3 separate regions of the Mus musculus genome follow, and regions 1 and 2 are each linked to region 3. Evidence: chromatin contacts called from public HiChIP or PLAC-seq data. All regions are on one chromosome and are shown on one strand. The core of a region is the stretch at or near the end of the contact, and the rest is flanking DNA. Distances in the headings are between cores, read along the strand shown.

Region 1 (2,700 bases), core at 119-2,618, 99 kb before region 3:
AGCAAACTGAAAAAAAAGTTCCTGACACTCACTGAGCATTTTACTATACCCGAACTTCATATTTTCAAGACTTTATCTTGTAATCTGCCACTTCTAGACTGTTACGCAGGCCACAGAATTTAATAAAGATGAGCAGTACAAAGGTCATCTGGGGTCAGCTCTGCGTGCAGTTCACGCCTTCCCTGTTTTCACTGCCCTGCTTCGGCCACTTACTTTGGAGGCCATTTGCTTCCCTGAGGTTTTACTAAAGCGATGGTCCATATGGCGATTTCCCTCCATGCCTGGGATCCAGGCGCCTACGGTTCCTTGGGAAATTCTCTTACAGCTGACTCCATTACTTCTCCAGTCTCAAGCTAGCAGCAGCTTCTTCATGTCTGTTGTCTGACACCCAGGTCTCTTCACAGATAATCCTGGACTCGCTACCACTCTGCTGTGTCCCTGACTGTTTTCACTGCTCCTGGGCACCACACTATCTCTAGTCTGACTAGTGCCTGGAGTAGGACCCTGACACCCGACTGTTAGGTTACAGAGTGACTTGTCACATCCTGACAACACAGGTGAGACTTGAGAGGTTGGCGGTCCAACATTACATGGCTCCTAAGGGTCAAATTCTGGCCCCTCTGATGCCAAGTCCTAGCCAATTAACTATGCGTTAAATGTCTGTAAGCAGCCTAGCAAAAGTCACTGAATGTCTACACCACACCATGTTAAGTCTATATATACATGCAGGATCTTAATTCAGATCTCATCAGTCTGAGAAGTGTTCACATTCCTTTCTGAAACTTTATTTAATCAAATGGTTTTTTGAAATAGCTGTGCCAGCATGATTACTTTACTAAACTGAGATAGGATCAGCCCGGCTGTACTTCCTAGAATAGACGCTAACTGGCTACAATTAAATTTAGTTCAGTCCTTATGTAAGGGATGCACATCTCCACTAAAGTAAATAGTGCGCACTTACACGCTCATTCCATTACAGGAGTCGACTCTCTCGTCTCACTGCTCTCACACACTACCAGCTCTGACTAGACTACATTCCCTGCTGTGACTAAACAGCAAAATGCAAGACACTGTGTGTAAAGATTTCTAATGTACTTACAAGCATGGCATATATATATATGTGTGTGTGTGTGTGTGTGTGTGTGTGTGTGTGTGTGTGTGCCAATTAAAAGGAACAAAGACTATGTTCAGCAGAGTCAGACTTTGTACAATGAATCTATTCACTGTGGAGAAATAAAACGGGGAACTGGAATAAAAAGAGTTTTGAATGACAGTGAATTTAAGCGTGACTCAGAATGAGTCACCCTTGAGTGTACGGCAAAATTGTAAGCAGAAACTTCCATAACCTGTGATGTGATCCTCACTGTCCTCAGAAGAGGCCAATGCTACTGCTGTGTGCTCAAGTGCTGTCCTCAGCACGGCCATAGTTTTGCCACGTGGTAACAACAGTGTGGTTTAAAGACCATTCCGTCCAGTGCTGCCTTTGGAGAGTGTCTGTGGGATTTTATATCCTGTACAGCCAGCTGCAACCACAGGCTCGCCGAAGTTCACTGATGTTCTCTTGGATAAGAATAAGCCTGGGCTAACAGAGCCTGCATCACTGCATACAATTCATAAACACGAGCTGCTCCCCTCACTAGCACAGCGTTAGCAGCCCAAGCTTTAGACTCAAAGCTAGTGCCATTTTAACGCCTTCCCTTCATACCTGCACGGGTAACTCTCTGGGTTCCTTTCAGTCATCCCTTGGATTTTTTGTTTTTCTTAGTATTATATAAACCTACAACCATATTCTGGCCGTAGAACTCAAACACTTATTGAATTCAAAGAAAAATTTTGTTTTCCAAGGCAAAGATATCATAATTGACAAGTAGAATTTTCGGAGATTATGGTAGGTGTGTCCCATATAACTTGTCAGTAATAACCAACACTTGGATCTAAAGCTTAGGTATCATTTCTCTCACTAACCTGAATTTCCATGTTTCCTTGTATGAGACTTAAGGAGATGTGATGCGGACAAGAATACCAGAAACAATAGATAACTCACTCAAAAAAACCAATGTTATGAGAGCTACATCCACTTGTTACTCACAGAAGAGCACAAATCCATGTCTGTCGATCAAGGAAGGAGGAAGGAAAGGAAAGGGAAGGAAAGGAGAGGGAAGTGAGGGAAAGAAAGACCAACACCAGCTAAGAGATTTGTTATCAGAACCAGATTTGGTACCATCACTGCAATTAAAACTCAATTTGACATCAAATTAGATGCAACTGGAGAGACGATCAACTCTTTTGACAGATGTGAAACTGTATATATAAGAAGAGAAAGGAAAGGGACGGAAGAGTACAGGCGATATTTGAGACTTCAGGAAACAGCACACTTATACATACATACATACACACAGCACACTTACACATACACACAGCACACTTATACATACACACAGCACACTTATACATGCATACACACAGCACACTTATACATACACACAGCACACTTATACATACATACACACAGCACACTTATACATACATACACACAGCACACGTATACATACGTACACACAACACACGTATACATACGTACACACAACACACTTATACATACATACACACAACACACTTATACATACATACACACAACACGCTTATACATACGTACACACAGCACACTTATACATACGTACACACAGCACACGTATACAT
Region 2 (2,700 bases), core at 108-2,607, 82 kb before region 3:
ATATCAGTTGCATTATCTCACCCCACTGGCTTAGTTTTGATTTGAAATGAAAATCGTCACCACAACACACTAACTACCAAGAACATTTGAAAAACTCCCCTTCAAATGATCCTAACATTAGGTAAAGACTAAGGGCCTCTGTTCTACAGAAATGTCACAGGAAATGCTAACTGTACAAGAATAAGTAAGCATAGAAGGTACAATATACAAGGACCCCAACACACATGCACCTGCACACACACACACACACACACACACACACACGCACGCACTTGCATGTACATATGGAGTGAGCAGAAAAAGAAAAATATCAAACTGGTACCAGTAATTTTCTTCTAAAGAATGTTTCTCAACCTGAAGGACTCTTTAACAGGAGTCGTCCAAGACCACCCGGAAACCCAGATACTTATACTATGATTCATAACCTAGCAAAATTTTTATGGCTGGAGTCACCAGAACCTGAGGGTAGTGGCTGAAGGTTGTAGGCTCTTAGGGAGTGGCACTATTCATCGATGTGGCCTTGGATTAGGTATGGTTTTGTTGGAGGAAGTGGGAGAAAGGCTTTGAGGTTTCAGAAGCTAAGCCAGGCCGAGTGGCTCGGTCTCTTCCTGCTGCCTGCAGATTCAGATGGAGAACTCTCAGCTACCTCTCCAGTGCCATGTCTGCCTGCGCTCCACCTGTTATGCTTCGGGCCAGGATGACGATGACTAAAGCTCTGAATGGTAAGCCCGCCCTATCAGATTCTTTCCATGATTTGCCTGTCAGAGTGTCTTTCACAGCAATAAAAGACAATGAGGACCTGCATAAAGGATCCCAGCATTGGATTAGTGGGTGGCTGAGAGCCACTGCTGTACAGAGCAACATTACCGACACATGTTGAGTACCTCGTTTTGTTCTATTTTTACAGTAAATATAATCTACTATTTTACTATATTTCTTTTAACAGAGGGAAACACCTTTGTGCTGACAAAGTTCATCATGTATTGAGAACTGTACATGTGGTCTTACCCAGCTCTCTGCCTGCTCAACCCTCACCTCCAGGTAAGATGTGCCCTCCGCTGCGGTGGTGGCACTACAGTCCCAGAGCACCAAACTGCTTGACTGACTGACTGATTGATTGATTGACTGATTGATCTGTTTATCTATGTATTTATATATTTAGGACTTGAGGCCTGCTCTACAACAATGAATTTCGTGCCTGGTACTGTAACCCTGGTCAGTGGAGAAAGTGGAGCGACACATGGCTTGGCAATGCTGAGAGGAGGAGAATGAGGGCTCAGCCCTAAACGGGGCATCTGTGTGATGCTCTCCCCCGCACAGCCCAGGGACCTCACAGAAGAGGGGGACAGGGAGGAGTGCTACTAAGTGGCTACCACACTCATGAGCTCACAGCAGCTGTGGTTTATCTGCACAAACCTTGTACAAGATCAAGCCTGCCAAAATCCTAGGACATATGGGTAGACGGTCTCTGGCACCGTGCCCTGCTGAAAAGCTAATGGTAATTGGTAGCTCCCTAGGGAGAGCATTCATTTTTGAAGATGTGGCCAAAATCCCGATCCTGTGGATAACCTCACACCCATGCTCATGAGGGAAGCACCAACTGGAGAGGAGGGATGTGCTGGGGAAGGGGTGACAGGAGCTGAGGAGAGCAACAGGTGGTAGGAACAATTATAATAATTGTCTCTATGTTAAAAATCTATTGGAGCTTAGAAGGCAGAAAACATAGTTGCCTTGCAAGTAGCCACATGCAGAAGCCATGAGCTGCTGGTTTCTGCAACAGAGAAAGTCTTCCTTGTTACCCAGAAATCCTGTCTGCTTCCTACCTTAGTACTTCTTGTATTATCATCCCCCAAACCAGTAACTTTCTGGTACCCCCCCCCCAAGTGTTGACTTCCTTCTTCTCACCATCATATCCAAATCCCAGAAAAGAGACAACAGGAAGAGAGAGAAGCAATGACTAGAAACAAGAGCACTGTCTCCTCTGCCCAGTCACACAGCCTGACACCATCCAACTATTTTGTTCAGATGAAACTACTGGGCAAAGACATTTCAAGTGAAGGGATCGATATCAGATTGATATCAATAGTGAATGATAGAAAAACTAGCTAGACAAAAGAAAGAAATCTTTTCCCAACGCTTCTCACTCATCAGAAGAAAAAAAAACAAAAAGATCTGGTCTCTCATAAATTACTCCTCTCATTCATTTAGTAAAATGAAATCATAAATTTTCCCTGGGGCATCTTATTTGACCTTAAGTATGAAGAAGTCCAAGAAACCAGTGTACTACTACAGAGAAACAATAATTTCTATATGCACAGCATACAGAATAATATTGAATTATTATTCAATCCAACGGAACAGATTCTTAAGGAATTATAAACTAACATCATAGGTCTTTCTACTCCTCCTTTTGTCAATATGTACCTTTCAGAGATTTTTCTTATTATAAAAATAATACCAAGTTCCACTGCAGAAAAATAAGAATAAAAAAAGAACTAAAATCAAGAAACAACCTCCCATGTGTGCCATATGGGATATCTAACAACTTTCTGACTGACCCAGGTACTCGATGCTGCTGATTTAAATGTCCTCGTGTCACACTCGCTCTGTCTGCACAAACGTGTTCATGTTGCACACACTCCGTCCTCCCACTTCATCACATCATCTTTATGCAAGAATCACGGACCAGGGCCCTGGCCT
Region 3 (2,700 bases), core at 59-2,558:
ACGTAGATGTGTGAATTCCCGTGTACTTAGGGGACCCAGTTAACATAACGTAAGCAATAAACCAAATCTGCAACATCTGTGGCCTCTGTGGATACCAGACATGCACGTAGTACACAGACATCCATGCAGGCAAGACACTGATAGACATAAAATGAAAATAAATACATCTTTAAAATCTTTAAAAAGAATAATGATAAAGTTCTGACAAATCTCAAAAACAGTCTAGTAAGGGGGAGCAACATGAGGATTTGTGTGGAAGACGACACGGATGGTTTGTGGGGAGGCTGCTAAGACACATTCATTGGGAGCTGCAGGATGCCCAGGAAAGTGTTGCTGTTGGTGTGACATGTGGCTGGATGAGAATAAATGTGACCATGCAGACACACCCGACAAAACCTACACAGATTCAGAGCTGCTGCCGTACAACCACGGAGTTACCTGGAGAGGATGGTAGCAACTTGGCGGCTGCCAGAATTGTCTCACTCCTATCTGCAAAAACTCACAGGGTAAGAATTCATAAACAGTGGGACTGTATTTCTCACAGCATGTTTCTCTCAAGCTGGGGAGTTCAAGATGATGATGCCAGGGACTATGGTGTCTGGTAAGAACCATGGTCTTGGCTTTCAAAGGTAGTACTTTCAACTCTGTATCTTTCAAAGGTGACAAAGCCCAGGTCCTCATCGTTGGGGAGATGGAAAAAGACATGAGTCCTTTTATAAAAGGCCCTCATGTCCTCTCAGGAGGTCCCTAAAGTAACCCACCAGGAACCCGCTCTCATGCTCTCATGACTGAATCCCTTAGAGGCCCATCTCTTAATAATACAGTAGGAATTAATATTTTTCTACACCCATAGAATTACTTTCACGATGAGGATACATTCATGTCTCTCTTGTGCAATGAAAACTAATCTGAGGAGAGTGGAAAAGATAGGAACATGACATCTGTCTTCCTTAGCCGGATATGTGCTACAGATGGGACTGGCTGGGGAGCTACATGCTGGGAAGGTATGACTTCTCCCCCGAGAAACTGGATGAAAGTGCTGTCCCTCCTGGTCTCCACTTCTGAAATGGGCTCCTGTCTCTTGGGTCGCATCTCTGTTACCTGGGAGGTCCAGCTCTGTTCCAAACAGGCATGACATTTCAGCCCTATACCCACAGCCTCTGAATGAAGAGTGCACAAGCCGACGCTGGAATCACTGGACTACTGCGTATGTAAATGCCTTTGAAAAGTGACACACTTCCCTAAGTGAACAGAGTCTCACTGGCATATGATCATCCACACTACAGCAGTGACTCAACGTCAGGTCTGTGTTGGCCTCTGTCCAGTGTGGAGGTGGGGTTTGCTATGCAGCAGACACAGGCCAGTTCATTTCTACACAGCTTAACTTCCCTGTGCCGTTGGCATCTGTGGTTTTAGAACAGATTACTGAACTGGCGTTTTAACGAGTCCCCTGTGAGAGACTCTGTGAGTGACAAGGGCGGTGAGACTCTACCATCACCCTGGACCTGAGAAGTGACAGACATCGAAGGTAAAGCCAGGTCAGACTGGAAAACAAATAAACCAAAAACAAAGCACGCGTCTGGGGACAGGAAGAAAGGTGGGAATCCAAGAAGATTGGGTATCAGCAGGGTACTGCTTCCCCGGGAGATTTTTCTTCATGCTGCATCTTCTGCCTTTTTGTTTTTCCAGCTGAGAGGTTAACAGGAGGAAGCCTAGACAAGCCCTACATCTGCAGAGAATGTTCGGCATCGAATATTAACCACATTTCAAGCTTCTATTTCCTTTGGAGAGAGATAAAACATTTTCTTTTCATATCAATCCAACTAATGTGCATGTAAAAAATAATTTGCTGGCGGTGATTATAGTCACAGATGCTCTGAGTCAGGCAGCACCTTCCTTTCGTCATTAATTTAATGAATGGTGACTTCTACAGAGGGTCATGTGGGATTACGGTCTTGGCTCTCTGAAATTATCATAAGAAAATGTGATCAAATACTTAATCCCAAATCTCACTGTAACAATCAGAAGTGTGTGTGGTGCTTGTGTGTGTTTGTGTGTTTGCGTGGGTACGTATATGTGTGTTTAAATGTGTGTGTGTATGTGTGTGGTGTTTGTGTGTGTGTATTTGAATGTATATACGTATGTATGGTGCTTGTGTGTGTTTATATGCCTGTGTGTATGTATGTGTGTTTGTGTTTAAATATGTGTGTATGTATGTGAGGTATTTGTGTGTATGTGTGTGTTTGTATATGTATGCATATTTGTGTGTGTTTGTGTGTGTTATCTATTACAATCAATCACTGAGATTCTTAGAAGCAAAACAACCCCAAGTAAAATTCTCTTGTTTCTGTTGCTGATTCTTCTAGGTCACACACAGAGATAACAACACACTCTCGCATATAAATCTGTTTGGAGCTTTTCCTAATGGAAGTGTTGGAGAAACGTCTGTTGATTCTTTCAAGATCTCTTTGAGGTATTCCCTTACTGACACCTGTTCAGACCTCACTAGCCAACCAAGGTTCACAACCCAGCAGCCTCCACTGTGCAGTGAGGTTTGGTTAGAACAGGAGACTCTGCCACAACAAAACTTCCATCACAGCATCCCCAGCTGTGACTTACCACAACAAGCTAAGACTCCTCTGTCTGGCTTTCCTGGATTGCAGGATCCAGCGCCTCCAGCTTGTCTCATCTTTGTTCTCC

The links. HiChIP or PLAC-seq counts read pairs in DNA pulled down with a chosen protein or histone mark.
Region 1: a contact with region 3 is called in an HNF4G HiChIP or PLAC-seq map of pancreatic cancer cells. The contact joins two enhancer-like sites. A contact is called at or near these places in 6 of 484 Hi-C or Micro-C datasets (the G1E-ER4 cell line, Sertoli cells, bone marrow-derived macrophages and 3 more), 4 of 115 datasets of contacts at active chromatin or transcription factors (bone marrow-derived macrophages, intestinal villus epithelium, microglia and 1 more) and 3 of 9 other capture datasets (adipose tissue, liver and pancreatic islet).
Region 2: an HNF4G HiChIP or PLAC-seq map of pancreatic cancer cells shows a contact between it and region 3. The contact joins two enhancer-like sites. A contact is called at or near these places in 2 of 484 Hi-C or Micro-C datasets (both in the G1E-ER4 cell line), 4 of 115 datasets of contacts at active chromatin or transcription factors (bone marrow-derived macrophages, intestinal villus epithelium, microglia and 1 more) and 3 of 9 other capture datasets (adipose tissue, liver and pancreatic islet).

Annotation. Positions count from the first base shown.
Region 1 is chr2:6,365,464-6,368,163 of GRCm38.p6, reverse strand. All of the region lies in intron 2 of Usp6nl (USP6 N-terminal like), which reads right to left. Among named protein-coding and RNA genes, the nearest start is that of Usp6nl, 44 kb to the right of the region's middle. Within about 2 kb of position 1,368, at least 147 of the 459 cell types and tissues checked have an H3K27ac peak or open chromatin away from gene starts, as enhancers often do. A contact at or near this core is called in the G1E-ER4 cell line, bone marrow-derived macrophages, female germline stem cells and 1 more, where this site is marked.
Region 2 is chr2:6,348,233-6,350,932 of GRCm38.p6, reverse strand. All of the region lies in intron 2 of Usp6nl (USP6 N-terminal like), which reads right to left. Among named protein-coding and RNA genes, the nearest start is that of Usp6nl, 27 kb to the right of the region's middle. Within about 2 kb of position 1,357, at least 32 of the 459 cell types and tissues checked have an H3K27ac peak or open chromatin away from gene starts, as enhancers often do. A contact at or near this core is called in pancreatic cancer cells, where this site is marked.
Region 3 is chr2:6,266,374-6,269,073 of GRCm38.p6, reverse strand. All of the region lies in intron 3 of A230108P19Rik (RIKEN cDNA A230108P19 gene), which reads right to left. Among named protein-coding and RNA genes, the nearest start is that of Gm13383, 4.7 kb to the right of the region's middle. Within about 2 kb of position 1,308, at least 164 of the 459 cell types and tissues checked have an H3K27ac peak or open chromatin away from gene starts, as enhancers often do. A contact at or near this core is called in the G1E-ER4 cell line, bone marrow-derived macrophages, female germline stem cells and 1 more, where this site is marked.